Linked DNA regions of Mus musculus: regions 1, 2, 3, 5, 6 and 7 are each linked to region 4. The links are chromatin contacts, called in public ChIA-PET, HiChIP or PLAC-seq and promoter capture Hi-C maps. All regions are on one chromosome and are shown on one strand. Each heading gives the region's core, a stretch centred on a gene start, on an enhancer-like site or on the middle of the called end of the contact. The rest is flanking DNA. Distances are from core to core; before and after follow the strand shown.

Region 1 (3,743 bases), core at 124-2,623, 410 kb before region 4:
TTTGTTTCTGTTGTCTTGCCACCAGTGTGAGTTACTTTTTACACTTCAGACTATCACAAAACACCCGACAGAAGCAAGGTCAGAGAGGATGGCCTCGTTCCCGGTTCATGGCTCAGGGGATAACAATTTATTGCAGCCAGAGGACAGCATGGCAGCAGAAGCAGCTGGGTCTATGGCAGAGGGAATTGGGCATGTGGCTTGTTATAGCTCTGTAGACTAGAAAGCAGAAAGTCCAGACAGGATGCCCGCTACAGTCCCACAGCCCATTTCTATGGACTCAGTCCTCCAACTAGGTTCCATGGCCTCCCAAAACACCAGTGCCAGGAGGGCACCAAGTATCTAAACACATGAGCAGATGGGGGACATCTTGCTTTCAAACTGTACCACCATCGTCGTTGGTTTTTTTTTTTTTTTTTTTTTTTTTTTGTCTACTTGATGGATCCATGTCCTCACTGAGCTGTACCCTGAGGAGAATGGCAGAGGTGGCCTTGCCATGCCGGAGCTCTGACTGCCTCAATGGGCGAGCTGTGCTCATCCTTCTCCTTTTCCTCACACTGGGCTTCATCTTTGTTGTGCTTTGTCCTTTCATTTTGCTTGTGTTTGGGCAACTCCACCCACTCATACTTGCTGGAAACTCTCTTCCTCCTATTCTTTTTTTTTTTTTTCCCCTTGGTTTCCTGAGAAGGTAAGACTGGGATGGCTGGAGGGCAAAGCTGAAATGGGGCTCTGTCTGCCGTGACTCCGGAGCTGTGTCAGGAGTCAGTCCTCCGGTTTGGACAGCACACACAGTCCCTGTAGGGAGGCAGAACCTTCACATTGTTGACCAAATTTAGCTTGTTGCCCTGGAGCCTTCACTTTGGCCAAAGTCAGCCAAGTTATTCACTTCCCCCATTTTACCCCTTTCTTCCACGGTGGCTGTTTCTGATTTCTTTTTCGTCACAGTGGGAAATGCAAAAAACAAAAACAAAAACAAAAACATAAAAACCCACACAAGCGAACAAAGCAGAAACCCTGCATGTAAAGCTGGGGAGAGGTCAGAGACAAAGAATCTGACTCCATTAAACTCCAAGCTGCAGAAAATGTTTCTAGGGACAAGAAAGGCAGTGCATCTGTCACCGGCTTGCCGTCTTCCGTGTCCCAGCGTCTCTATTCTTCCACCAAGTGTAACTACAGTTGTCCTTTAGAATACAAGAGCAGCTGCCTTCAGCCACAAGAATGGTTTGCTTCCTTTTGTATCCATCCACTCAAGTGCACGCCATGAGTCATGTGAGCTTCAAAAACCCAGCAGGACCAAGGTATGTTCATGCCCCAACTAGTGGGGCAAAGCAGGGCAGGGCGCAGACACTCTCCAGGGTGAGTGTCAGACAGAAGGTCTGGGGGAAGCCTGGGAATCTCCCTTGGGTGATGACTCAGGGCCTAGAAACAATGACTTCAGCACAGACAGTGACCTGGAAATCAATCTAGTCAGCTGTCTGGGTTGGAAGAGAGATCCCAAGCCAAGCCGAGCCAGGGAAGCAGCCCAGAAGCTCCCAGCCTGCCCCTCCCCCAACACTCCTGGGCTTGTCTGAGGGCTGGGGTGATGATTTCATTCTGCATCTCCGAGTTTAGTCTCAGGGGCTGCTGCAGTGGCCACAATCTCTGGGTTGAATAATGGGGAAATCAAGCCGACAGGGTAGAGAAGACTTTAGTGGCTAAATCGACATGCAGGTCCATTCATTTAATTGGCAGAGATTTCAGAGTAAGGTCCCTTGCCAATTGTCATAAACATACAATTATAGTCATTAACGACACAAATGGCTGCCTATCGCTAAACACTAATTTCACTCTAGCTAATCATCTTTTTAAATTATTTGCTTATTATGTGCCCACCGCACAATCTCACTTACTCTTCCTAATGACCCCTGAGACACATGTTATTGTTTTTATTTTACCACTGGGTAAATATATATGTCCACAGTGAGACGTGTCATATGAATCTGTGTAGTCTCCTTATGTCCTCCTACCTCAGATCCCTTCCTAAGGTTGGTGATCTCATCTCCCAGTGGCTTTGATCTTGGCTGCTAATGCTTTGTACCCATCCCTCTATAGAAAAGTGGTCCCCGGCTAAACGGGAACAACTTCGCTCTGGAGGTAATTCTCTCTCCTCCCCGCAACCAGAAGCCTAGGGTTACTAGTACTCAGAGACTCCGTGATCCTGGGAGTGGTTAGCGAGAAAAGGGCGTACGGCATGAAAGCGTGGAACCGTGTTTGAATCCACAAAGAGAAGTTGGGTGCGGCAGTGCACAGGTCTGTAATCCCAGTGCTCTCACAGGAGGGGGAGAGGCGGAGACAGGAGAATCCCTGGAAGCTCATTGGCCAGCTCGCTTGGCATTTGCAGCAGAGAAACAAGAGAGGCAAGCCAGAGTCTGGCTCCTCCCTGCCTCCAGGTTGGACAGGTAGTGGAATTCACACTCCTGATAGATAGCCCATGTTTCTGACTTGTCTCTGGCTGAAACTCTGTCTTTGCACCCTTCTGTTGTTTTGTCTGCCCCTTCTCGCTTTGTTTCTCAGAAGTCCTTGTTTTTAAGTGATGTGCTGGGGTTCTACTTCCTGTGAATCTACCCACAACAGCTGAGGAGTGAACACAGGGCTTTAATTCCAGGCCGACTGAGTTCAAACAAGTCTCCACAGCTGTGCGTCAGTTCATCTCTCTGAGTCTAGTCTGACTGTTCTCGTCAGTTTTAAAACGGTGGACTAATATTACCCAATAATTTTCATCCCTTCTTTTCAATAAACCTGGGTATTCACCTCTATTAGGACTTGATTCTCCAAGGACAGTGTCTGTTTCTGGCGTGTGACAAGTTTCCCAGGCTGAAGCCAGAAGGTGGTAAAATCAACGTTAGACCAGTGGTTCTCAACCTTCTTAATGCTGAGACGCTTTAATACAGTTCCTCATGTTGTAGTGACCCCAAACATAAGATTATTTTTATTGCTACTTCATAACTGTAATTTTGCTGCCAATACGAATCACAATGTAAACATCTGTGCTTTCTGATGGTCTTAGGCGACCATTCGATCCTCAAAGGGGTCATGTGCAGACTAAGATCTGCTGCTTTAGAGAACTGGAGCAGCCCTTGAGAAAGAAATGAAACAGAATGGAACGAAAAGACAGGCACCGTTGGAGTGCATCATACTTAATACGCGGTTACTCTCGCATGCGTGGCTGTGATGACATCTGGCAGGAACAACTTAAAAAAGGAAAGGCTTATTCTGGCTCCTGGTTTCAGTTGTGTTAGAGAACTTGTCTATGTCAAGGCAGACCAGGAGCAGAAAGTGAGAGGAATCCGGACCAAGTGTGACCTTCAGTGACCCATTTCTAGCAGCGAGACCCTACCTCCAAAAGCTTCCAGAACCTCCCTGAATCATACTGCCAGCAATCATTTCAGACTTCTTCCCTCCCTCCCTCTTTCCTTCTCTCCCTCTCTCCCTTCCCCCTCCCTTCTTCCCTCCTTCTTCCCCTCTCTCCCTCCCTCTTTCCCTCCCTCCCTCCCTCCTTCCTAGAGTGCTAGAGATGGAGCTAGGCATTCTGGATTGGAGCTCTACCATTGAGCTATACCTCAGCCCCAAACGTCTATTTCTGTAAAGTGAACCTGCTTCATGTCTATCTCCACAGAGCCTTGATAGGAGACCCATGGAGATGCTGAGTAATGACATAAGAATGTCTTTTTTGACCAGCTGCCAATGAATGGGTTTAAAGGCTACTT
Region 2 (3,739 bases), core at 13-2,512, 400 kb before region 4:
CAGCCCCATTGAGGGTGAGAGGGAAACCAGATTCAAGCCTTCCAGGGTATGTTAAAAAAAATAAAAAATAAAACAAAAACAAAACAAAACAAAACCAGAAAGGACTTGTCCGATTCCAGGAATTCTTGGCTGGAAGGGCTCTTGGTTTCAAATTTGCTTGAGTCTTTTCCTGACCAAGCTGCAGGTTGCTTTGCTCACTTCAACGGTATTGTTACATAAACAAGTAAGCTGTCTGCTTGCTACAGGCGGTCAGGTTTTCCATCCGAGGTTTGGCTAATCAGGATATATGGGCGGATACAAGCTTAGGATTCTTAAATCTCCTAAACCTCGCAGCTGTGTTCCCTGTTTCCACTAAACGCTAGAGTTTAAGATTTAGGGAATTATGCAAAACAGGCTTGCAGTGCCGGGTGGGGCTTAAGTGTGTGTGTATGGGGGCAGGGAGTGTCCCCCGCCCTCCAGTGTTGCCTGGTGCCCCCCCCCCTTTATTTGAGGGTAGAGTAGAACCCTTGAAAACGCAGGAGTAAATTCACAGGAGACTGAGCAAGTGGTTGAAGACATTGATCGGGCCTCAGCCCCAGGACTATGCTTTTTCTTAAAATAACTTTTTGAGAGTTGAGTGCAAAAATACGCGAACAGCACAGCCTCTGTGTGCGTTTATAGATAACTGCTTAATGCAGAGCTCCTTCACACATCTAGCCTACAAGACACTCAGCAGCTCACAGTCCAACCAGTCTTCCAAAATTCTACCATGGTGCATTAAAACCTAAAACTGTGCAAGGAAATGCCCTGCAATATATGCAATATACCTTGTAAAAAGTTGCCTATTGTAGTACAAGTACACCCTCTGCTTAGGCAGAATATTACCCCTCTTTCGATGCTAGAAAAATCCCCCCCCCAGCAGCTTTGTTTAGCACACTCAAAATTTTATTAAAAACAGTTTTCAAACGTAGCTTCATAAAACTAGACACCAGCAAACCTTGGTCGAGGGATGGAAAATAAATCGTATATCTTTAACCCGCAGAAGTTAAAGTCTTTTTTTTTTTTTTTTTTTTTTTTGTTAGCTAACAATGGAAACTTTTTTTTTAAGTGTTTCCCTCCCTCGGTTTGCCAAGCAATAGAAAAAAAAAAAAAAAAGAAGAAAAGAAAAACTTGTTCCGCTGAGTTCAACCCCAGACAGGCTCACAACTTCCTTCCTGCTTTCCTCCCCCAAGCCCCCGCCTCTCTGCCTCCTCCCTCAACCCCCAACTTTTTTTTTTTTTTTTAAATCTTACATTGAACAAACACTGAAGTAGCAGGGAGCAGACGCTGACAGCGGTAGTGTCTCCAACCAAGCACAGAGCAACGCAGGGTCGGCCTGGCGGTGTCCCCTCCGGGATCGCCTAGTCCCTGCGCCGGTACATTCAGCTTCGTTGCACCCCACTTTTTCCGTCTTCCATAAGTTGTTGCGGAAACCCTTTGGGAGCTTTTTTATTTTTTTAAAAAAACTTTAAGCCACTTGGTCTGTACGAGCCCGGAGTCCCCGGGGCATGTCGCCTGCACGGGACCTGGAAGTCTGAGCAATTGCAGGTAAGCGTGGCGGCTCCTTCCTGGCCCTCGTCTCTGAACCCTCTTTCCGCTCCATCTGTGCTGGGGTTCCTCTGGGTGTTCCGGGGTCCGAGCACAGCACGGAGGTGAGGGCTAGAACGACGGAGAAGGGAGGCTGATTTGGGACGGTAGCGTGGCGTGGCCTTGGGGGCAGAGGAGGCGATTCGACTTTCCCATCGCCTTCCGGGCCGCTGCGCCGCCACCACCTCCCCGGCGCGCTGCGGGCGTCTGGGGCTCGGCTTGCCCGGCGGCTCCCCTGGCGCCAGGCGAGGCTGCCCGGGATGCGCGAGGCCCTGCCCTCGGCCGGCCGCGCTGCTCCGGGGCTTAGCTTGCGGGACCCCGAAGGGCTGCAAATTCTCAGGCCTGCACAATTAGAAGGCCTCCGGGCTGCAACTGTGCAAGCAAGCCCAGAGTTCCTCCGAGGGGTGTGGGTCCCGGAGGGGGCAGCTGGGTCCTCGCTAACAGGATGCGCGCAGGGCTGAGTAGCTGCGGACATGCATCCCCTCTCCCAAACACACACACACACACACACACACACACACACACACACACACTCGCTGCAGGGTCTGAGGGGACAGTAGGGAGCCACCAGGATTGATTCCAGTGCTGGATACTGCAGAGTTTGCTCCCTGGCGCGCACGCGTGCCCACATTCACAAAACACACTTGTTTGGAGACAGACAGACATCAAGGCTAGTGCTGAAAAGTGCCTGGACTGCCCCACCCCCACCCACCCCCGCGCTCTTCCCGGCCTTTCATAGGCCGAGAGGCATAGCCCCAGACCAGGATCAGAAAGAAAACGGTGGGCACACAAGTCCCCTTCCAGGTCTCGGCTCCAGCAGCGGTTTGGGGAAGGCAGGTCCGGGTCAGGTTCCCTGTGACTTGGCCTCTGATGTCCTGAGAGGGTGGAGCAGGGTTGCCTGTCATCCTCGATAGCCGGTGTTTGCTCTGGCCAAGGAAACCTGGCCAGTCTCGAGGAGGGAACCAGCGAGTTGCACCTCCTCCCTCGGCCATCCGCGTGGCTACCGAGACTAATTTCAGAATTTGGGATTCTAGGTGTTCTTGGAGTGTATCACAAGCTGGGGGAGGTGGACCACCGCCGGAAAATACCAATAGAGGCCATATCGAGGCGGCCCGGCTTGCCTCCTCACTGAGCATCACAACTCCTGTAGGCTAGACATCCAGGGGCACCCCGTCCCCAGCAGATTGGGGTCCCGGGGCTCCCTTTGCTCTCTGCTTTCTGCGGGTGGGCTCTCTCCACCCCACCCCCTTGATGCCTTCGGGAATTCTGACTTTTCTCCTTGTGTCTCCACAGCCGCGAAATCGTTTATGGAGCTTGGGGCGGGGGCCGAGCCCGCGATTTTGCCCTGTGCCCGCCGCCTAGGCCATGCTGCTCCATCAGCGCGCAGAGCTACGGCCGCCGGGCCTCCGGGACTAAGCCGAGAGCCGCGGGAGGAGGAGGCGCCGGCGGTGGAGCGGGACGGAGAGCCGCGGCGGCGGGCGGACCCTGTACTATGGCTGTGTACTGCTATGCCCTCAATAGCCTGGTGATCATGAACAGCACCAACGAGCTCAAGAGTGGCGGCCCCCGGCCCAGCGGCAGCGAGACGCCCCAGCCCTCCGGGAGGGCCGCGCTGAGTCCCGGCAGCGTCTTCAGCCCTGGGAGAGGCGCTTCCTTTCTCTTCCCCCCAGCAGAGTCGCTGTCCCTGGAGGAGCCCGGGAGTCCTGGGGGCTGGCGCAGCGGCCGGCGCAGGCTGAATAGTAGCAGCGGTAGCGGAGGTGGCAGCAGCAGCAGCAACAGCAGCAGCAGCAGTGGCGTGGGCAGTCCCAGTTGGGCTGGCCGCCTGCGAGGGGACGCGCAGCAGGTGGTGGCGGCCCGCATCCTCTCCCCACCTGGGCCAGAGGAGGCCCAGAGGAAGCTGCGGATTCTGCAGCGCGAGTTGCAAAATGTGCAGGTGAACCAGAAAGTGGGCATGTTCGAGGCGCAAATCCAGGCACAGAGCTCTGCCATTCAAGCGCCCCGAAGCCCGCGTTTGGGTAGGGCTCGTTCGCCCTCCCCGTGTCCCTTCCGAAGTAGCAGCCAGCCCCCCGAAAGGGTCTTGGCTCCGTGTTCTCCAAGTGAGGAACGCAGAACAAAGTCCTGGGGAGAACAATGT
Region 3 (4,162 bases), core at 1,416-3,915, 470 kb before region 4:
AAGCCTGCCTTGGCTACATACAGAGTACCAACCCAACCAGGGCTACGCACCAAAACCCTGTCTCAAAACACAAAAACATTTTTTTTTCTCCCAAGTTCTCAGGAAGTCGTTAATGAAGACCTCACAGAAATGTTCTGGGTAGCAGTTTGGATACAGGTCAGAGGTGACTGAGCAAGCTAGTGTACAACTCCAAAAGTATATACATGTAGCAATGTCCAAATCCTGTGCTAACAGACTGTAGGGCCACATATCTGGGCAGCTGGGCCCCCATCCCTGACACCCACACCCCAGAACTCAGGTTCCCAACATTAAAGGAGTCATAATTAACTGTCTCAGTGTTCCTTTAGCTCTGTTTGGTGACTTAACAGTTGTTGCTGTGTGGTTGGGTGGTTGGTTGATTTTTGGGGATAGTGTTTCACTACATAGCTCAATTGGCCTGAAACTCACTACACAGCCCTGGCTTGTCTTGAATTCACAGCAGTTCTCTTGCTTCAGTGATTATGCACTGGAATTACAGACATGAGCTATCACATTACTTAAGCTTCCTTTAAAAAATTAAATTATATTTTATGTGTATAGGTATTGTGTCTGTCTGTATGTCTGTCTAGAACAGATATATCTGTGTAGTACATTTGTGCCTGGTATCCACAGAGGTCAGAAGAGGCTCTCCTAGAACTAGAGTTACAGATGGTTGTGGGCCTCCATGTTGAACAGGGGTTCTCTGGAATTGAAGCCAGCCCTCTTAACTGCTGAGCCATCTCTCTGGCCCCAATAGTACGTTTTTATAATAACTGTGATAACCACTGGGAAAAAAATGGCTCTTTATCATGAATGTCCAATTCCTATCACATGGGCATGTCACATGGTTATTATCATCAACAACCCAGAGAGACCAAGTCTGGCGAGAGACTCTTACATGGCAAACTGTGCAGTGGAGTTGTGAGCAACCACAGAAGAGCCACTGGACAGGGTATGGCTAGACACTGCTCCAGGCTGACACAGCGGCAGCGGCAGCCTCTGGCAGCATTCCGCATCCTAGTCTGTTTTGCCTTCTCAGAGAGCAGAAATATTCATTTCCACATACGAATGGATGTACAGCCTATATTTTGGGCATAGGTATGGGGCATGTCTACATAGTAGGAGATAGTTCTCCAAACCGGACCCGGCTTCCAGCTCAGTCCGCACCTCCACTCACCCACACCTACTTTCTGTCAGCTTCCTTCCCATCCTGCACCTCTGCCATTCTTCACTCTATCCCTGCCCACCTGATTCTAGCCACTGTCCTGGGAGCCAAGGAATGAACCCAGACGGTCACCTCTAGGCTAAAGTCGGGATGCTGGCCCCTTCACCAACGGAAAACACAGGATCTGCTTCTGTTTCTCAGGCTTCCACAGAGCCACCCACACCTAAAGGAAAACTTGAAGCTTACACACCTGAAGCAACTTATACAGAGCCTTTAATTACTGCCCAAAGTCTTGGCTGAAGGCCTGAGAGGCTTAGGTGTCCACAGAGGGACTATACAGCCAGCAGGTGCACCTATTCTGAATGGTTGCGTCTCTCTGACTCCAAGAGACTATTCTGGGGACGGAGTTAAATTGGTCTGCATCTGTTCTGATTTTGAGGCTCTCTAATCCTCCATCAGTAAATGGATGCAGTCATTTCACAACCATTCATATCTTTAAAGAAAAATCCCTAAGCAGAGGTGCTAGGACATTTCATTTAACTGGCAAAGGACTTATGTCTGGATAGCAGAAACAGAGGCCCAGGCAGCAGGCTCTAAGCCTGGTTTCCCTGTATCTTACACAGGAGACCTTGGGCAACCGCACTTTTTAGTTCTGGGAGTTGTTCTTCTCACCCTCCTTTTCCTCTCCTGGCCGGCCGCATGCATGCTTGGCTAACAACACTCTACCACACAGCTACATCCTCAGCCCTAGGCGCAGTTTCTTCATCAGTATAATTCAGTGGCAACTAGCTCTTGCTTTGCCGAGTTCCTTCGGTTCAGAGGCTTGATTCTGGGCGTCTCCCTACTGCCTTAAGGGATTTACAAAACACTGAACACAGCTGGTAACAGAACGCCTGCCTCAGGCCCTGTTGGGCGCCTCGCTCCTCATACAGGAAGAAGTTCTTACTCCCATCTGTAGCAGAGCCCAGGTAGACCAGGTCAGAGCCTGGGTAGCAGGGACCAAAATGCCTGGTGAACACAGCGGTGAGACCCACGTGCACTGGCCCTTTAACACCTCACTCCGCGCCTGGGGTTCTGGAGGCAGGAAGGGACGCGAGGGCACCCGGACGCGGCCAGAGGCCCAGAGCTGCACCCTACGCTCCTTCCAAGCCCCAGTTCTGGGCCGGCCGCACTGCTGCCTCCCCAGCACTTTCTCCTCGCCCCTGAGCCGGCCGCAGAGGCCGAGATCGCCGCAGGGGCCGCAGCTTGGAGCCCAGACCCTGATGCCCCGGGAGGGCAACGGAAGCAGCGGTCAGGGGCGTGCGCACGAAGGGCCTCGCTGCATCCGGGCTCTCCATGCTGCCGGCTACCCGCGATCGGTGACAGGTACCCGGCCGCACACACCCAGCCCCCGCCCTCCGCTCACCTGCTCCGCCGCGGCGCGGGGTAGAGTTTACGCCGCGGGCGGAGCGCCTCTCCTGGGCTAGCGCCGGCCCCGCCCACTGCCCCGGTTCGCCAGCGCCTCAGACACGCCCCCGGTGGGGGACACGCCCACTTCCTGGCTCCGCCCCTGTCCCGTCCCTTGGGCGGTGCCAGGTTCCCCTGTGCACTTGCGCCTTCATCGTCGGTTTACAGGAAAACACTGGGTGCAGAAGGTGCAGGCCTTCGCTGTGTCTTGCCCTGGAGACCGCAGCATCATACTGACATTGAAATCTGAAGTTGGCTAGTGCCTTTTCTTAGGGGCCTGGCAGCGCCACTGGGACAAGGGGTGGGTATTTGCTTTGTGATTTCAGGAGCCTCTGCTGCCCCTCCCTCCTCCGGTTTCATGCACTTTAAAATGGAGTCTAAAGTAAGCTAACATCGGGAGCCTTCTCCTGATTGATTTTTTCCAGAGTGCTTCCGCGACATACATGGGGAGCTCTGGGTAAATATGAACTGGGATAAAATTGCAACGAGATCTAGGAATCAGCCTCGGGGTGAGGGCAGGGAGGGGTTGTGATCGCAGGATCGGTCTGTGGAGTGAGTTGAAATTGTCAACAATTTGCCACAGTTGTCATTATCTCATGTAGCTTTATTTCTCCTTTAATTACTGTGAAATTCGTATAACATAAAATTGTCATTGTAGGGCTGGGGATGTAGTTCAACTAAGTGCCTGCCTAGCATGCAGGAAACCCTGAGTTTAATACTCAATTCTGGTGTATGCATGGCTGAGTAATCCTGTCACTAGAAGTCCAAGGTCATTCCTAGTTACATAGCAAGTTCGAGGCCAGCCTGGGACACATTAGACCTTGTCTTTAAAAGAAAAAAATACGGCTGGGCAGTGTGTACACCTTTAATCCCAGCACCGGAAAGGCAGAGACAGGCACATCTCTGAGTTCAAGGCCAGCCTGGTTTACAGAGTGAGTTCCAGGACAGCCAGGCTATATAGAGACCATGTCTTCACCACCACCATCACTGCAAAAAAGTAATCATTTTAATTTAAGGTATTTAGTGACTTCAATGTGTGCCAATCTGGCTTGTGTGATTGTAAAACAGCCCATTGCTTAAAAAATAAAAGGCAGTTGTATAATTGAAAGGTTTCCTGTCCCTCTCCCTGACCCTGTTAGACACCAACCTACTTCTGAGTCTGTGGACTTAGCTCAACATCTTGAATTTTTTCCTTAACACAATTGAGAAAGTGGGTTCTACCTGGCAGATAGCATAGACGCATGAACGGAGGTCCGAAATCTCCCTCTTCTGCTTGTCTGTTGCAGTTCCTTACCCTTGCTGGGCCTCGGTTTCCTCATCTGTGAAAGGATAGTGTGAGGGCCTTCAGAGGAACATGGCACATTACAGAGAAATGAGGGGGCAGGGGGCAGCGTGGATCCTGAACAGACAGTAAGTGTTTCCTTCCTCTGCCTCCCTTCTCGGCTTGAGGTGGTGTGGGTTTCATTTTGTTCTGTTTGACATTGAAATGATAGCCCATAGTACTCCTCATGTCCACTGTCCCTCCCCCTGTAG
Region 4 (3,759 bases), core at 165-2,664:
TGTACTTTGGGAATGGAATGCCCCCCAAAGGCCATGTATTGAAGTCTTGGGTCCCATGTTGACACTATACAGAGGTGACAGAAACTTCAAGATGGGTTAGTAGGCTCTCTGGTGATGTCACAGCCTCTTGAAACACATATTAACACATAGTTTCATGACTCCAGTGTTTTCAACAAACCAAGAGGAAACAGAAGCTAGGGAACCCGCTCACAGGTGCTGAGGCAGAAGGTACCTTCCAGCAGCCTGGCCATACTATTGTGCTCTGGCACGGACTCACCTCCTGGACCATGATGCCGAGGGGTAGGACACGACTACTGTCCTTTGTATTTTCCATAGTATATGATATACAAGGTAGTCCTTAAATCATGTTGAGCTGAACTGATACTGTATGTAATTGAAGTGTGCTTTCATCCATTCATTCAGCTCAATGAAAGAGCCCTAAGCTGGAGTGCTTGCCCAGTGTATGCATGAAAATCTTACAATTTTTCACTTTTAATGAATTGGAAGACTCTGCTACGGAACCAAAAATCCCAGAATACAGCACTCGAGAACAGAGGGAGGTGGGTTTCTATGAGTTTGAGGCTAGTCTGGTCTGACCTTCATAGTGACAGGACAGCCAGGGCTATGTAGCTTACAACCATGTCTCAAAAAAAACAAAAGCAAACAGAAAGGAGAGTGCTATGTACTCTGGCTGTTTCTCCTTAACTACCTCCTACTTTCTTATACCCGACACTGCAGAGATTCTGTCTTCTGGTCCTACACTTTCGTGGCATGGATAGCTGAATTGGCCTCATGCTGTCCTTATTGCTAGTCCTGATGGCTTGCACATGTAGTCAAAGCCCTCGGGAGATTAAGGCAGGAGGACCAAGGGCAACCTGAGCTAACGAGTGAGTTCAAAGTCAGCCTGAGCTACATAGCAAAAAATAAAATAGTCAACCGTTCCCTCCCTTAGGAGAACGAACATAAATTAAGGGAGAGGACAAACACTGCAGGGGACGAAAGCCTGATTTCTACTTTAAAATGAAGACGGCAGTTGCTCTGACCGTCTGGCAGTTGCAAGAGACTCCGTAACTGGCCTGCAACTTCCCAACAGCGACTCTGCACAGATGTCTCTGCAGTTGTCCCCTGCAGGGTCGGACGCGACCAGCAGCCACCCCCAACACCGCTGCTTGGGGTTCACCTCACACACCCCCGACCAACGCGGACCGCCACGAACCCCACGGGACGTCCCGGCTCCCTGGGACGGCCACGGCGGTGGGGTGAGCCTCTCTCCGAGAGGGGCGTGAGGTCCCCAGCAAGCCGAGGGCACGGGAGGGCGTGGCCCACACGCTCGGGGGCGGGGCACCCGGCGCTTTCAAACCCCAGCCGCCTTGGCGGCGGAAGTTCCGGTGTCGGCGAGCGGAGGTGAGAGGTCAGCAGGAAGTCGATACGTGGCCGCCGCCTGTCCCCGCCGAGGAGGCGCTGCGAGCGGAGATGGCGGCGCAGCTGAACGTAGAGCAGCTCGAGGTGTCGCTCGACGGTCTCACGCTGAGCCCGGACTCGGAGGAGAGGCCCGGCGCGGAGGGGGCCCCGCCGCAGACGCCGCCGTCCTCGGCCCCGGGGAATGGACTGGGCTCCGGCGCCTCGGGGCAGCAGCGGGAGCCCGGGGAGGCGGCGGCTGAGGGCGCGGCCGAGGAGGCGCGGCGGATGGAGCAGCACTGGGGCTTTGGCCTGGAGGAGCTTTACGGCCTGGCGCTGCGCTTCTACAAAAGTGAGCGGGTCACTCGCCCCTGCGGGACTGCGGGCCGGCCATGCCTGCCCCACCCACCCGAGCTAGGCCGGGGTGACCGGAGCGCCGGTCCGTCCTTGGTGGCACCGAGAGTTTGTCACTGCCGGTCCGGCCCCTGGTCACACCCCTGAGAGACCTAGAACCCTGGTTTAGCAGCCCGTGTCGCCTAGTTGCTGGGGCGTTCCACCTGGTTTAAGTTTTCTGGTTTCCACGAGCTAGAGTGGACAGGAGCGCGCGCTCCCCGGGGCTCCTATTCTGGGATGGATTTCGCCTTTTTGTTATGTATCGGTTTTTCACGGCTCACGACAACATCGAAGCGATTTTTAAAGAGAGAAAAAAAAACTATCTTAGTGGAAGAAAATTGTATTGGGTCCCACACATCCCTTTTCTAGCCTTGTAAACCGTGAGCGTGTGTGGGACATGATCATTAGGCGATAGGGATGTGGCGAAGGATGAAGTAAAATACTAAGTTCATTTATTCCCTTTTGCCTGAGTGAGTAAGTGATGGCCACTGTGTTCTAGTAACTTCTAAGTGGCTAGGAAATTCTACCATGGAAGTGAATGATGAAGACTAAAGCGCGAAGTTCTCGTTCTCTCTCTCTCTCTCTCTCTCTCTCTCTCTCTCTCTACTGTTTCTTAAAACAAAATTGTGATGTGCGGTGATTTCCTGCCTTTTTTCTTCTCTAGTTAATACTGGAGGTAACAGTCACAAGATTTGGTCAGTGGGAAAGAGCTTGACTCATAGTCTGATTCTTAAAGGCTATTTAGGTTCTTGCGTGGGAAAACAAAGCAAGATAAGGGCAAATGAAACTTTAAAGGGGTTGCTAGGTTCCACCTGCATTCTAGAACCCCATATTTATGACAAGCTTCCCAGAGTTAGGGCTTTCGGATTGCCTAGTTCACCAGCTAAAGTTGAGTTGTTCACTGTAGTGACCCGTGTGAAGGTAGTTTTATTTTTAAATCAACTTTCATTGTGCAAACTAGGTGAGATTCTATGAAACTTTCCAGAACAATAAATGGTTACTCTAAATTCATAGTATTTTAAAGTTTACCCTTGAGCTGTTCTTTGCCATGGCTGGAGGAGTTCAGCCTTTCCTGTGTGGTAATGAGTTTAGGATCACTTTAACTCTTGAGTCGCCGATTTGATTTTAGAGTTTGTCGTAAATAAATGCGAATCCACTGGTTTCTGTACAGTTCACATAGCAGTGCTTGCCCTTAAAAGTTAATTTTTGGAACTTGCATTTTAATAACATAAGCTGCAAGAAACAGGGACAAACCAACTTTAACTCTCTCTCTCTTTTTTATTTTTTAAGAATTTTTAATTTTTGTGAGTGAGTGAGTGTGTATGTATCAGTGTCAATGTGGGTCCCCCAGGAGACCAGAAGTGTTGGATCTCCTGGGGCTGGAGTCACAGGAAGTTCTGAACTGCCTGACTTGGGTATTGAGAATTGAACTAGGGTCCTTGGGAAGAGCATTGTGCATTCTTTACCAATGAGATATGGCTCCAGAGCCAGAAAGAACCAACTTCTATTCTAATCTTTGATTTTGCTGCATGGGAAACAAAGGGAGTGGAGAGGTATTTCATCTGAGCCCATCTATTTTGAAAATAGCAGTATCTTCGTAAAGAGAAGAAAACACTGAGATGGTGTCTCACACTTAATCCCAGAACTAGGCAGGCAGAGGCAGGTGGATCTCTGTGAATTCGAGGCCAGCCAGGCCAGCACAATTCTGGGACAGCCAAAGCTACATAGCAAGAGCCTGTCTTAAAACAACAGTTAACAAAAACCTAAACAAACTGATTAACTAACTTAAAAAATTGTGTAACGGGCAGCAAATTTAGCATTGTGGGTCAGGAGCCTCATTCTAAATTATTGTTGCTATATAAATTCCTAGAAATTTAACTGCGAGAATCAAGCTCTACATAGAGAAGCTGGATTATGTAACACTGGACTCACATTTAAAATTTAATTATTTAAACAGATTATTTTAAA
Region 5 (4,312 bases), core at 289-2,788, 450 kb before region 4:
TTATTTATTTATTTATTTAATGTATGTGAGTACACTGTAGCTGTCTTCATGTAGACCAGAAGAGGGTATCGGATCCCATTACAGACAGTTGTGAGCCACCATGTGGTTGCTGGGAATTGAACTCAGAACCTCTGGAAGAGCAGTCAGTGTTCTTAACCGCTGAGCCATCTCTCCACCCCCCATGATTCCAATTTTAATGAGAATCTACTACAACAATAAGATGGAGTTCTACAGGCTTCCACTTGAAATGCTGCTAAAGGTTCACGGGCAACATAGTTTGTTTGATTGAGACAGGCTCTCCTGTGGCCAAGGCTGGCCTTGAATGTGGTATGTTGTAGAGGCTACCTGGAACTTCTGATCTCCTGCCTCCGCCTTACAAGTGCTGGAATTACAAAAATGTGCAACCATGATGACTCGGGGCCGATTTGAATAGGATAAAAGAGAGCAATCCGTCTGTTACTCAATGTAGGACACACAAAGCTTATCTCTTTGCAGACTCTTTCGCTCGTGGGATCAGATGTGTCATGAACAACTGCCGAGTTCTCTTGACTGCCAAGGGACACCTGCCTGAGTCTTCTGGGTCCCCCACAGGTCTTTTAGATGTAAGGAATCCGTGATGGGTGCCAAGATACATACCAAGCACAGACACTTTGAGGATTCTGGCTCTATCACGCCCATTCTGCAGACCAGAAAGGGCTTCAGCAAACAAAATTTGGAGATGAGTTAGCTGTTCTGCAGTGGCCTCAGGCTCCACCTAACATGTTTCCAGAGAGAGAGGCAAGCCCGGATAACCCACGTAAGTATGTTGCTGTGCCCTTCCTTCCTGGAAGTTTTCGATTTTCTTACCTGGTCATTTTCAACTAAATCTCTAGGTTATGGAAAAAGAAAGATCTCATTTGAATGGAGGAAGCCTCCTAATGGGCACATGTAAATCATGGTTAGAAATGTTTGAATAGCCAGATGGTAGAAACTAGGACTCTAGCATTTCCTGATAAACACAGAGGCCGTTTTGAACTTGTACATGAGTGGTGGCAAGGGCACTTGGATGCAACTTTGTATCTATTAGTTGTTTAACTCCTAGGAGAGGGGAGGCTGGGGAGAGGAGGAACTGTCCACATTCTGGTATACGATACTGTGCTTAGGTATAGCGCTTAATAGTTTAGTGTTTTCAGTGGTTGGGGTTGTCATTTTTCCCATATGACACCGATGTGGATTTCCCCAGGGTCACCTCCCAAAAGAAGTAGGCAGTGACATGGTGACTGCTGTGGGTCTTTCTGTTAGAAAGGCTGCAGATGAGCAGCAAAGACAAGATGGGCCTGCAGTAAGTACAGAGCAGTTTGGGATCGAAGAACCCAGGTTTTCATTTCTAAATGGTAAACCCAAAAGGGTTGGCCCTGAGTTTATGCAACGTCCCTCCGCAGTGTGCCAGCAGTTTGAGAGGCTTGGAGCTGTGCCAGCAGTTTGAGAGGCTCCGCAGGAGAGGTGAAATGACTTTTGTTCTTCCCTCTGTAACTAAAGCTGGCCACACCCTCTGGCATCTGACTGAGTAGGAAAAAGACCTCAGGGTGTTCTGTGCTGGGGACACCAGGTGACTGTACAGAGTCCATGCCAGACAGGAGATTCCAGCAGGTGCAGGGCTGACGAAATACAGAAATGCTGAAATGCGCAAGCGCGGAGGGGTTTCCTGCCTGGGTGGAGCTTCCAGAAGAGTCACCTCCTGCAGGGTGAGGGAGCTACAGGTTCTCCTCCACTCCCCACAGCCTTGCCTGCTCTTCTGCTTCCTCTAGGATGGCTAACTGTACCGGGAACCCTTACTTTGCTTTCATTCTTACAGATTCCAGATCTAAAAATAAAGGTCAAATGGCAAACAGACCGTGCTCTCCAACAGCACCAGCTACTACTATTTACTTAAAGCAAGCTACTAATCAAGGATTTTAAAGCCAAAACACAAGGGGGTGGGGTATAGTCCAGTGTCGTACAGCTACAGAGATTCTCTATGCTTAGTCCTTTTGCTGGCCAAGAAATGATATGCCTTCAAACAGATCTTCAGACATATTCAAAAATTACTCTCAAGTTGTTATTCATATATCATCTGTGTGCCACCTCACTTTGGGTGAGGATGGAACAAGGCAGTAATAATAAAACACGCTCACGTTTATTTTGACTTCACAGATCTTTTGTCTTCCGTCCTCTTGAGGGCCTTGAGGTGTAAGGCATCTGCTATTAGGGACTTGTATGAATCTGTAAGGTCGGTTTGGACATGTGAATCGTCAGCAAAGGGGCCTGGCCTGCAGATGTCTTGCTGACTTCCTTGGTGAGGATATCATCTGATGACAGCTCCAGTAAAGCATATTCATCTTCAAGGCATGTAACAATGCAGCTCTGTTGGCTAGGGGTAATTTTTAGGTCATTATGAACTCCTAAAGTCACAAGATACAGACATCTCTTAATTGACATTCTATCAATTATAATGCTATAATTTAGGATGCTCTGGTGTCTCAGGGAGCTCAAGGGCTAAGGGCACTAAAGTAAGCAAGGTCCCGGGGCTCAGGACAAACACACACATCTCAAAGGCACATGGCATTTCTGGACCTGTGAGCAGGGACTCCTGTGACCCAGCAGGAGTGGCCAAGGGTCTGCCATGCTCAATCACACAGTGTAGCCCCAGCCTGTAAGGCACATGGAAACCGGAAAACCATCCTTGTATGTAGAAGAATTGAATGTATAGCTGGGCAGTGGAGGTTCAAGCCTTTAATCCCAGCACTCGGGAGGCAGAGGCAGGTGGATTTCTGAGTTCGAGGCCAGCCTGGTTTACAGCGTGAGTTCCAGGACAGCCAGGGCTACACAGAGAAACCCTGTCTTGAGAGAGAAAAAAAAAGAATTGAATGTATGGCCTAGAAAACTTAATAAATAGCACATTGATAGATCAATGCTGCCAACACTCATTCAATACTCCAATGTAAGTCCCAGTCTACTTAAGAGACCATCAGTTTTAAGTGTTTTTAAAGCATACCCTAAAACTAAACCAGACTAAAATATTAGGTACGGGTTTGGAAAACAGAGGTGAGTAGCTTCTAAGGCCAGAAACCATGGGAGGAAATATCAAGAAAACATTGAATGAATTTGATGTTATTGAGTTTGTTCCTTAAAAAGGAAATAAAATAAAATAAAATGTATATATGTATCTGTTCCTGTATTGCAGGTACCTGACTAAGCCAGGAGAGGGTGTTGGATCACTTGGAGCTAGAGTTAGAGACGGTTGTAAGCAGCCCAGTGTAGGTGCCGAGAACGGAACTCTGGTCCTCTGGAAAATCTGCCAGGGCTCTTATCCACTGAGCCATCTCTCCAGGCCCTGGATGTGTCTCTAAACACTTTGCTCATACTATCGGAAGCATCTTTCAAACTTGTAAATATGTCACTGTTCGTTCGTTCGTTCGTTCTCTCTCTGTCTCTCTCTCTGTCTCTCTGTCTCTCTCTGTGTGTCTGTCTCTGTATGTCTCTTTGTGTGTCTGTCTCTGTCTACATGTCTCTCTCTGTGTCTGTCTCTGTCGGTCTCTGTCTCTGTCTGTCTGTCTGTCTGTCTCCCACCCCCCACCAATGCCCCGCACAGAGGGTTTGACTTAATATACAGCCTTGTAGATGCTAGGTAAGCACTCCCCCACTGGGCCATCCCTCAGTCCTCTTCTCACCTTTAAGAACCTGATGATTTTAGGAAACTTGCCAGATCCTACAGGAAATGGTAGGGCTCCCCCCACCCCCATTTCCTCCAACTATGGGTTCCCCAAGCCCTGCTCTTACCCTCTGTGCCTCTCCTCTCTCCTGTTGACAAACTTAGGTTAAAAGGGAGGATGTATGCTGGGTGGTGATGGTGCATACCTTTAGTCTCAACACTGGGGAGGTAGAGGCAGGTGAATCACTGAGTTCAAGGCCAGCCTGATCCAGTATGCCAGGGTTATACAGAGAAACCCTGTCTTGAAAAACCAAAGGAAATAAACAAAACAAAAAATGCCAATGTAATGGTAATTGTTAATCCACTCTAAACTCCTCCTCGGCAGGCGCAGGCTTCCTCTATATCTGCCTAAATGTTTTGGATTCATGAATGAAAGAAACACACACACACACACACACACACACACACACAGAGAGAGAGAGAGAGAGAGAGAGAGAGAGAGGGAGAGAGAGAGAGAGAGAGAGAGAGAGAGAGCGCCTTATTTTTAATATGCCCTAAAAAGCTCAACGGCTAGGCACATCCAAACCTCCTCATGGCTAACACACTCTTCCCCTCCAATATCCCTGAATTATTTATATTTTA
Region 6 (4,250 bases), core at 1,487-3,986, 360 kb before region 4:
TTGTTTCTTGCTTATTTTTATTACTGTTTTATGCTTATCCCATGTATTGAGTTCAATTTTGTGACACTATGCTCTTTTGTTTCAAGTTAATCTTTTAAAACTTTGTTCTGCTTTTTGACTGAAACACTAAGATCTTGGTTTTGTGGGCAGGCGATGGGCTTGGTGAGCTCTTTGACCTTCACTGCGCAGAAGGGGAAACCATCTCTCGTGTGCTTCTGGAAAGGCCAGCAACTGGCTCTGCTGAATGAGAGTTAGCATCCTCCTCAACATCCCCTAGCAGCTGGAACACAGGGAGACCGTCTGGGTGGGTTGATGTCTGTCCAAGCGACTGAGTGCTTGGGAGTTGGGGGGCAGGAGAAAAAATCCCTCCCAGTCACTTCATTGTTGGGGTCCCAGAGCCCTGGGCTGATCCTCAGGCATGATTTCAGTGACAGAGATCTGGTCTCAGAGATGGGGAGGAAACCCCTAGAACGCCTACCCTCCAGCTCTGAAGGGCCAGCCAGTCTCTTGGAACAGGAAAGCAGCAACCACAAACAGGAATTTCCTCATGGGAGATTGAAGGGATGTGTGCATGGAAGTGCACATTGGTGTTTTGCATGTTTGCAGTTGACCCAGGAAGTTGGTAGGGTATGAGGCAGAGGGAATCAAAACCTTCAAATCTCTTCCCTCCCTCTGGCCGCAAGAAAGGCTTCTGGAAAATGTGAGCTTTGTGATAAGGGAATGAGCTCCTAAATATTTACAAAATTCTAGGATGTGTTGGCTACAGAAGAGGGTGGCCTCCATACGAAGCCTTTCAGTTACCAACCTTGAGCTTTCCTTAGAATCTCTGGTGGACCATGGTTACCAAACGTTGCCCTGATTTACTGCCTGTTTGAGAATTCATCTCCAAACATTTAAGGCCAAGGAAGAGCAACTGTGTGAGTGTTTTTTAATTACTGAAGTACTCATGTGGTAAATCTCTGAGTCTGTCTGGGAAGGAGTTTGTCCCGTAGTGGGAAGGTCATTCCAGTTCAAGATTTTAAATGAGCCGGAGGCTGGATGATGCTAACAGACTTTCTCTTATAAAAGACTCTTGTGGCCGTGGGCCCCGCAGTGTGGAGTACCCATCACTTACTGTGTAAGTAGTTGGTGATTTCAGAAACAGGCCTGGCTGTCGGCTTGCCAGATGATGCGCTGCTTAACCTCACGTATAAACCTCCTTCCTCTGTCGTTGTTATCTCAAGGGCCTTTGTCACATCACTTCGCTCATTTCCCTAGTGAGAAACCGTGACACACTCCAGAAGGGCAGCTCCTATGGCTGCCTGCTCGGTTTTTTTCACAGCGAGCCAGGAAAAGGTGAGTCACGTTCCTCTCCAGTCTCGTTCACCTTCACCAGTAGCGCACACACAGTTAATACAGGAAATACGCATTGCAGCGTACACAAGAAACTGTCAGCGACCAGTTGTGTCGGCAGCGGCTAGCCTAGATTATATAATGTTTTAAGAGATAAGTCACGTTAGTGCTTTTGTGGCCATGTATAATTACATTGGAGAACTAATTTACTGAGTTAATAATTAGTAATGTGACTTTATGGCATGCTAACCATTCTGAAGTACTTGTCCTGTTAGCATTTATTGCTAATTAGTAGAGTAGCCCCATTTTCATTACTGAGAAGGTACACTGCTTTCAGTTTGCGACTGCATTATTAAAGTCTAAATAGACAAGCAAACGGTACTTAGACATGGGTCCTATGAGATCTGGGGAATAGAAGTTTCAGGACTACGGTACTAAATGCAGAAATCCATGGCCTTTGTAAGCTGTCAGTGGAGTAAGACAGTGTAGCACCCTGAGAAATGAAGATTTTAAAAAAACAAAAAACAGAAACAGCAGTCCTGGCCCCAAAAGTTGTTGAATCTGGCCACTTAAAAAGCAAAAAGAAGATGTAAGTCTTTGAGAGTTAAGGGCTTACATTGTCCCTTGCAATTGTCCCAAAAGTCCCTATGGTGATGCACATCTATAATCCATTCCAGTCCTTAGGTAAGGCAGGAGGATCACCAGTTTGAGACTAGCCTGGGCTATACACGCTGTCTCATTAAGAAAAAAAGAAAGGAGAAAGAAAGAAAGAAAGAAAGAAAGAAAGAAAGAAAGAAAGAAAGAAAGAAAGAAAAGGAAAAATGGGCGTGGCTCAGTGACAGAGCCCTTTCCTAATATGCACAAGTCCCCTTCAATCCCCAGCCCCTCAAAAAAATACGAAAGTACTGTACCTATTCTATAAATAGGAATATCCAAACACAAGCACATCCATTCTCCTAACACCAGCGGAAGTGGCCGCGATGGGACAGTTATTTCCCACAACATGGTGCAAGGGCTGTGCTCTGTTCCTCCCACTTAGAGAGCAGGCACCCAGAGTGCCATAGAGCGGGTCAGGCCCCCTGTTGCCTAGGTAACGGGCCGCCTCCACATCACGTGACCGCTGCGCATGCACGGCGGCGGCAGCGGTGGCACTCTTCCCCTACAGGGCGACTGGCTTGCGGACCTGGCTGCGCTGCTGGCAAATGGCATCTGCAGTGCCCACCCTGTATGAGCATATCTGGGTCTTGATTCCTTTTCCCCCTGAGCTCGGCAACTCAAGCCGGCTTGGGCTAGGGTAAAAGGGCCTTAGATGTATCGGTTAATTTACCTATGTCTGTAAATATGGAGCGAGAAATGTAGGCTAGCCTCAAGGGCCCCTGCGCAGAGCGCCTTTGTTTTTGCAAAGCTCAGCACTTCACCCCAGGATGCTGGCACTCCGCCCTTCTCGTGCGTGGGCGCCAGGACTATGCGTGCAGTCAGATTTTCTAGCAATATCTCAACTGTTTCTTTTCTTCTTCTTCTTTTTTTTTTTTTTTTTTCGTTCACCCACTCAGACATTCCCCGTTTTTTCGTCGTAATCACTTTCTCTCATTTAAACATACACACTTAGGCTTTGGCAAACAAAGTGGAATCTCCAGACCCGTTAGACCTCAGTGTTTTAGCTACAGAAACACAGAGCACATTTGGTTTAGATATCTTACTGTTACAGAAATAAATCACTATCTTCAGGTTACACTAACTCAGAGATTTCTTCCATAGGGTTAGTATAGATTAATCTATTGCAGGGAAAGATGAATAATTAGAAAGGAATAACAATCGAATTCCTACTTCCATAAGGTTAGGACAAGACCGGAAAGCAGGGCTCTAGACTGGCAAAGCGGGAAAGATACGAGTGATTGGTCCTTGTTACCACCTGCCCGGTGTGTTCAGTGGTTCTTGGAGCTGAATCATTGAATCGTAAGATTAGGTGATTGAATTAAGTCTAGGCTTTTACTATGCCGGTTCGGTCAATCCAGCCCTCTCTGAAGATATAAGGCCAGCGCTTTGCGACAGCTGTACTGAGGTCCCACAAGGAATATGGACAGTCCAGCAGAAAGGATTTTTTTTTTTTTTTGATCTTGTAGCCCTGCAGCAGGAGCAGCCATGAGCTCATAAACTGATCTTTCTCTTGAGAGAGCAGTTGCCCGGCACAACATGGAACAAATGTTACCTCTCTGTCTCTGCCTTCTTTCAGCCAAGCATTTCCTGCCTTTGCTGGTATTCTCTCTGTGTGTGCATGGGGCTTAGATGGGTCCTTCTGATCAGGGAGCCGTTGGCGAACAGGAACTGGCTGATGCTTCTGACTTCAGCAGAATTAGGCCACCACGATGTGGTGAGGAGCCAGGAGGTTTCACTTGCTCTGTTCACAATCAGGTGGATGGGGGTGAGTGAGTGTCTCTGAGATGTGCTTTTTTTTTCCAAGCCTGGTTAGGGGTTGGCTTTAGGAACACTCTTCTCACCCCACCCTGCCTTTTTGACAGTTTGCCGAGCGAGCGCTGTGGATCTTTAAAGAGAAAGAGGCGAGGAAGGTCAAGTTTTTAAAGTAGATCTGTTAGCAAGAAGTGTAAACACACGGAGCCCCACAAACATTCTTGGTTGGGGTTTTATAGCTGTGATACACCTCCCAGGAGGACCCGACCTTACATGGCAGGGACTCTCCCTTGGATACACAGCCCAGCTGGCTTTTGATCATGGCACCAAAAGTGTTCGAGGTTCTTGGGCGTGGAATAATGTAACGTGAGCAGTAGTATCCTTAGACTCCTGGGACAGAGGAAGACATTTTGTCTGAGTTTAGATCCACAGAACTGTTTTTGGATTGCCTGCTGGATGGTTACTTCCTGCCAGGGTTGATGCCCTAGGTTGGAGTCTGAAGGCAGGCT
Region 7 (4,123 bases), core at 677-3,176, 500 kb before region 4:
CAACTGAAAGGCTTTGCCTCTTTTGGGGTGACTGGGTACAGTGCTAGACTGACCTCCCTCTGCCTCGAGCTCCTGGGGCCAGGCGCTCTCAGAACTGGGTCTTCTCTCCCCCCACCCCGCGGCTCCATTCACCTGCAGGCCTGGAAGAGCCAATGTCATGCAACACAGCAGAGAATCCAGATGTCCACTACTGCTTATGGAAACTTGGTATATGTTAGGAGAGTTCGACAATACACTGGACAACTGGAGAGAGAAAACAACAGAAAACCCCAGTCACCTCCCTCCTAAATTAAAAGAAGAATTAAAAATCTTATCGTCAAAATAAAAACATTAGCTTTTAGAAAAGCCTTGACGGTGTAGAAAGATTTCATAAGATTCCAAGGCAAAAGATACATGAAGCATCACACAGTCTCAAACTAATTTGGCACAGCAAAGCACCCCCACCCCGGGGAGGGGAGGGTGTTTGCACCACGTTTACAGACAGGTTTCAAGATGGACAAGAAAACACAGGAAGAGACAGTGAGGTGACACAGTCGGTAAAGACATTTGCCACAAAGCCTGACCATCTGCGTTGAGTCCCTGGGGCTGATCCAGTGGAAGGGAGGAACAGACCCCTGCATACTGCCTCCAGCTTCCAGATGTGTGTAGCTGCTCTTTGCTACTTTGTGGGGGTCTTCTTTTTCCCATTTTTTTATCCATCTCCAACCCCGCTCCCCGACTACTAACAAACCCTATCCAAATCCCCTGAGTCCAACCCCGCCTCTCTGGGCCCTAGCATTAATACCCTCTGAAAAGTTCCCAGAATTCTAAACACCACACAATTGTAGAAACTGCAAGAGCAGGAGGAGCCTCAGAGTCAGCTGCTGTGGACAGTCGGAAGCAGCCCCACACCCTACACCTGGGATTAAAACGATACAGTGATTCTCTATTTTTAAAAGAAAGCAAAATTTCAGAACTGTCACTACAGGTTTGTGCCATGACACACACACACACACACACACACACACACACACACACACTGCAGAATGATATCATTTCTATAAAGCAAAAAACAACAACAACAACAACAAAAAAACAACCATGCCAACGTCTAAAATAAAACCAGCTGGAGTACAAATTGACTTCACGCCTATCAACAGTCATCATGGATGAGGGAGGGCTCTGCAGTGGCCCACCCTCCCCTGAGGAGTTACAGACAGCTCACAGTCCCTGGGGGACGAGTCACATCCCTTGGTCCTGGAGCGACCAGTAACTTGTCCTTGCTCAGATAGATAACCCCTCCCACACTTGTGCAGGTAGCCCTGAACAGTAATGGGACACAAAGAGCAAGACAAGACACGAGAGTAAAGGAAGAGGACTTGGTGAGAAGAAGGGTCCTTTCGGAAGGGGGTCGGGAGGGCGGGGAGAGAACGGGGGAGAATATAATCAAGGTATATTATACATGAAATTATCAAAGAATTTTTTAAAGGAACAGATTGTCCTAAGAATGGGTACAAAGGCAATAGGATTGATATCTTTTTTTTTTAATCACTTATTTCTGAGACCAATAAGGAAGTTATTAGCTGACTGGCTCCACAGGGCGGGGATGAGGTTTGCAGATCTGCTCAGTGTCCTTTCCAGGACGTTTGGATCTCTCTTGAACTCCTGGGGTTTTTGGTTTTTGGTTTACTGGGTTTTGATGTTGTTTTGTTTTGTTTTGGGTTGTTGTTGCTCTTGTTTTGTCTTTTCCACTCGTGTGCTGGGTCCTTCTGCTGTGAAGAGTTCAGGTCGAATCTACTCTAGGATCTTTCTTTTCTTCCTCGTGACACTTCCACTTCACTTCCCTCAGAGACTTGTGTTTTCCCAGTCCTAACACTGTCTTAGCCAGGAACCGCGGGTCCTTCAGGGACCAACCACGGCTCACCTTGCTCCCCACGCCCCGCCCCCGCGTCAGCTCGTTTACACGGTGGGGCGGGGCACACCTCTATTTCCACTTTCGGCGCTGAGTGTGGCCTCTATCCTGGCTAGCCTTTTCATAAACATCTCCTCGAGCTGCTAAGATCAAAACATTTACCCAACCTTCACCCTAGAACTACTCTGTGGAAGATAAACATTTCCATAATTGACAGTTGTAATGGGCTTTTCTGTTTTCTCCGCCGCCGCCACCGGTGCTTTAATGGCGAGGAATTATCCCGGCATCCTCAGCTGCTCTCTGGTCTCCCAGGCTCTGCTCTGTATCAGTTACCAACTTCCAACATGGTGTCTGATATCAGCAGCATGTGTCCCTGCCCTGCTGGTCTTCTTGGGTCTCTGCTGTGTCTCAGGTAGTGCTACGGGGGAAGAAGCGCCACCCTTGCTCAGTACCCAGCAGTTACTTTTGGAGCACAGGGTTGGGGCTAGCACACACACCTGGGTTTTCTCTGCAGCCCCAGCAGGGCAGTAGCTTCTGTGGTCTCACGTCCCCACCCAGAGGCACTTCAGAGACTCAGCAACCTGTGCCAGGCTGAGGCAGAGAGAAGCTTGCCTGCCTTTCATCGCAGGCAGGAACCGGAAGCAACTCTGAACCCAGGTGGCCCCCTAGCCCTTTGGCTTTCTGGCTTCTACTAAGGACGGACATCTGTCAAAGCAACCACTCAGCTTTTTAGCAACTTCCTTGCAGTATTTCTGACCCCACATACAACCTACCAAAGCCATAGCCAGGGATCTATGTGGTTCCAGCAGGTTTTGTCCCAATACCTCCCAATGCCCTGTTATGGAACTTTTTAGTTAAAGAACCCAGTGCAGAGAGGCCAGGCAGTTAAGCTTGGTCAGGTCAAGATATTTGTGCAGGAACAGAAACCCTAAGACAATGGGTTAAGCCCCGCCCCTAGCCCCTCTCACTACACAGCGGAGAACAAAGGGGCCAAACACCAGCATTCCAGCAGGAGCATCTGTTTATTGGTATCATTATTAAGCCACTTCCCAGCAGTCACTGCAGAAATAAGAACAGGACTTGGCTTCTAAGGTTCTAAAGTAACAGACATCACAAACACAGCACTGGGGACATTCATGACTGCACACGGGCTTTCCACCTCTGGTCAGGGTGATGGCGCCTCCTGGTTCCCACAATGCACCTGTTCCTTCTGATCATCCCTGGAGACTTACAGACGTGGACAGGGGCCTGCATCCTCCCCAACCTGCTCCACACACGACCTCATCCCTGAAGAGACGCTTGCTTGCTGAGCATCCAAGCATCCCACCGGCGCCACAGATGCTCCGACAGGCAAGCTGCAGTCTGGTGACAAGACAGGTAGCACCGAAGGGTGGCTTCTGCTTCCTCATCACGAAGTAAACACGACACGTTTTTATTCTTTTTTTTTTTTTCTTCTTCTTCTTTTGTAAGGAAAGAAAATTTCTTTAAAAAATATATGGCACTAGAGTGTAAAACTATACACCTGCATCCAGTGACGCCCCCATAGCTCTCGGAGCCTCCGCCTGGCTCCTGTCAGATGTAGAGCTGGTGGGAGGCCAGAGTGTCCATGAAAGGGCGCACCAGGTTGTCTGTGGAGAAGTAGAAGATGAGTCCAAAGGTGATGGAGATGGGGAGGGCGGGCAGAGCCTTCTTGAACACAGCAAGCAGCAGGAGGGTGAGACACAAGCCCTGCAGGAAGGACATCAAGGTGAGGGAACTCGGTGACATGACCTTGTGGGTGGTGTAATCCTGAGACTAGCCCGAACGGCCACAGACATGTGCTGTCTCTTAGAGATATGCAATTGCCCCTCAAGATGCACGGGGCAGGGCTCCCCCCCACCCCAGTCAGGACACCTGCATATTGGTTACTAGGTGGACAGAGCCCTGGACAGGCCATAGGGCTTCCCCATCTAGGGACAGTGGGCAAATAGATGGTGGGAGCCTCTCTCCAGGGACTGGAGTTTTGTTGTTTTATTTTGTTTGCATTTACAAGAGACCCAGATGAGCTGAAATGAAACCCTCTGAGATTCTCAGCAGCAGTCACCAATGAAATCATAGGTGTTGTGTAAGCCGTCCCTTTGGAAGCAAGCATGGTGGTGGCCGTTTCTACCTCTACCCTTGGTGTCTAGGGTGAGGGCAAATCACCAAAGTGCCTGCCCTGCCCTTGGAACAACGGGTCCCAAGTCAGACAGC

The links. Promoter capture Hi-C pulls out the DNA fragments that hold promoters and counts their contacts. ChIA-PET counts read pairs in DNA pulled down with a chosen protein or histone mark. HiChIP or PLAC-seq counts read pairs in DNA pulled down with a chosen protein or histone mark.
Region 1: a contact with region 4 is called in a FOXA1 HiChIP or PLAC-seq map of pancreatic cancer cells. The contact joins the enhancer-like site here to the promoter of Acbd3 in region 4. A contact is called at or near these places in 3 of 39 promoter capture datasets (the HPC-7 cell line, liver and pre-B cells) and 2 of 115 datasets of contacts at active chromatin or transcription factors (bone marrow-derived macrophages and pancreatic cancer cells).
Region 2: an RNA polymerase II ChIA-PET map of memory CD8 T cells shows a contact between it and region 4, with 131 read pairs. The contact joins the promoter of Itpkb here to the promoter of Acbd3 in region 4. A contact is called at or near these places in 3 of 39 promoter capture datasets (the HPC-7 cell line, liver and pre-B cells), 3 of 115 datasets of contacts at active chromatin or transcription factors (effector CD8 T cells, memory CD8 T cells and pancreatic cancer cells) and 3 of 9 other capture datasets (adipose tissue, liver and macrophages).
Region 3: a promoter capture Hi-C map of embryonic stem cells shows a contact between it and region 4, with 3 times the contacts expected there. The contact joins the promoter of Psen2 here to the promoter of Acbd3 in region 4. A contact is called at or near these places in 21 of 39 promoter capture datasets (the 3T3-L1 cell line, the C10 cell line, the HPC-7 cell line and 11 more), 3 of 484 Hi-C or Micro-C datasets (CD8 T cells, myocytes and pre-B cells), 7 of 115 datasets of contacts at active chromatin or transcription factors (bone marrow-derived macrophages, effector CD8 T cells, embryonic forebrain and 4 more) and 3 of 9 other capture datasets (adipose tissue, liver and pancreatic islet).
Region 5: an H3K4me3 HiChIP or PLAC-seq map of bone marrow-derived macrophages shows a contact between it and region 4, with 3 times the contacts expected there. The contact joins the enhancer-like site here to the promoter of Acbd3 in region 4. A contact is called at or near these places in 6 of 39 promoter capture datasets (the 3T3-L1 cell line, the C10 cell line, embryonic stem cells and 2 more), 3 of 115 datasets of contacts at active chromatin or transcription factors (bone marrow-derived macrophages, embryonic stem cells and large pre-B cells) and 1 of 9 other capture datasets (liver).
Region 6: a contact with region 4 is called in an RNA polymerase II ChIA-PET map of effector CD8 T cells, with 12 read pairs. The contact joins the enhancer-like site here to the promoter of Acbd3 in region 4. A contact is called at or near these places in 2 of 39 promoter capture datasets (the C10 cell line and pre-B cells), 2 of 115 datasets of contacts at active chromatin or transcription factors (effector CD8 T cells and microglia) and 1 of 9 other capture datasets (liver).
Region 7: an H3K27ac HiChIP or PLAC-seq map of extraembryonic endoderm stem cells shows a contact between it and region 4, with 6 times the contacts expected there. The contact joins the enhancer-like site here to the promoter of Acbd3 in region 4. A contact is called at or near these places in 2 of 39 promoter capture datasets (hippocampal neurons and pre-B cells), 2 of 115 datasets of contacts at active chromatin or transcription factors (extraembryonic endoderm stem cells and pancreatic cancer cells) and 1 of 9 other capture datasets (liver).

Annotation. Positions count from the first base shown.
Region 1 is chr1:180,311,663-180,315,405 of GRCm38.p6, forward strand. No RefSeq gene overlaps it. Among named protein-coding and RNA genes, the nearest start is that of Gm39713, 4.5 kb to the left of the region's middle. Within about 2 kb of position 1,374, at least 210 of the 459 cell types and tissues checked have an H3K27ac peak or open chromatin away from gene starts, as enhancers often do. A contact at or near this core is called in bone marrow-derived macrophages, pancreatic cancer cells and pre-B cells, where this site is marked.
Region 2 is chr1:180,329,214-180,332,952 of GRCm38.p6, forward strand. Itpkb (inositol 1,4,5-trisphosphate 3-kinase B) reads left to right here and starts at 1,263. Exons shown (of 8, transcript NM_001081175.1): 1 at 1,263-1,566; 2 at 2,899-3,739. The coding sequence starts at 3,098. It also overlaps the pseudogene Gm5069.
Region 3 is chr1:180,253,635-180,257,796 of GRCm38.p6, forward strand. Psen2 (presenilin 2) reads right to left here and starts at 2,666. Exons shown (of 11, transcript NM_001128605.1): 1 at 2,589-2,666. Gm31728 (predicted gene, 31728) reads left to right here and starts at 2,771. Exons shown (of 3, transcript NR_168339.1): 1 at 2,771-2,930; 2 at 3,916-4,039.
Region 4 is chr1:180,724,629-180,728,387 of GRCm38.p6, forward strand. Acbd3 (acyl-Coenzyme A binding domain containing 3) reads left to right here and starts at 1,415. Exons shown (of 8, transcript NM_133225.3): 1 at 1,415-1,750. The coding sequence starts at 1,474.
Region 5 is chr1:180,278,288-180,282,599 of GRCm38.p6, forward strand. No RefSeq gene overlaps it. Among named protein-coding and RNA genes, the nearest start is that of Gm31728, 24 kb to the left of the region's middle. Within about 2 kb of position 1,539, at least 112 of the 459 cell types and tissues checked have an H3K27ac peak or open chromatin away from gene starts, as enhancers often do. A contact at or near this core is called in bone marrow-derived macrophages, liver and neutrophils, where this site is marked.
Region 6 is chr1:180,362,910-180,367,159 of GRCm38.p6, forward strand. The region is part of intron 2 of Itpkb (inositol 1,4,5-trisphosphate 3-kinase B); the gene reads left to right. Among named protein-coding and RNA genes, the nearest start is that of Itpkb, 35 kb to the left of the region's middle. Within about 2 kb of position 2,737, at least 352 of the 459 cell types and tissues checked have an H3K27ac peak or open chromatin away from gene starts, as enhancers often do. A contact at or near this core is called in effector CD8 T cells, liver, microglia and 1 more, where this site is marked.
Region 7 is chr1:180,224,110-180,228,232 of GRCm38.p6, forward strand. Psen2 (presenilin 2) reads right to left here. Exons shown (of 11, transcript NM_001128605.1): 11 at 2,895-3,619. The coding sequence ends at 3,464. Among named protein-coding and RNA genes, the nearest start is that of Gm37336, 3.8 kb to the left of the region's middle. Within about 2 kb of position 1,927, at least 272 of the 459 cell types and tissues checked have an H3K27ac peak or open chromatin away from gene starts, as enhancers often do. A contact at or near this core is called in extraembryonic endoderm stem cells and hippocampal neurons, where this site is marked.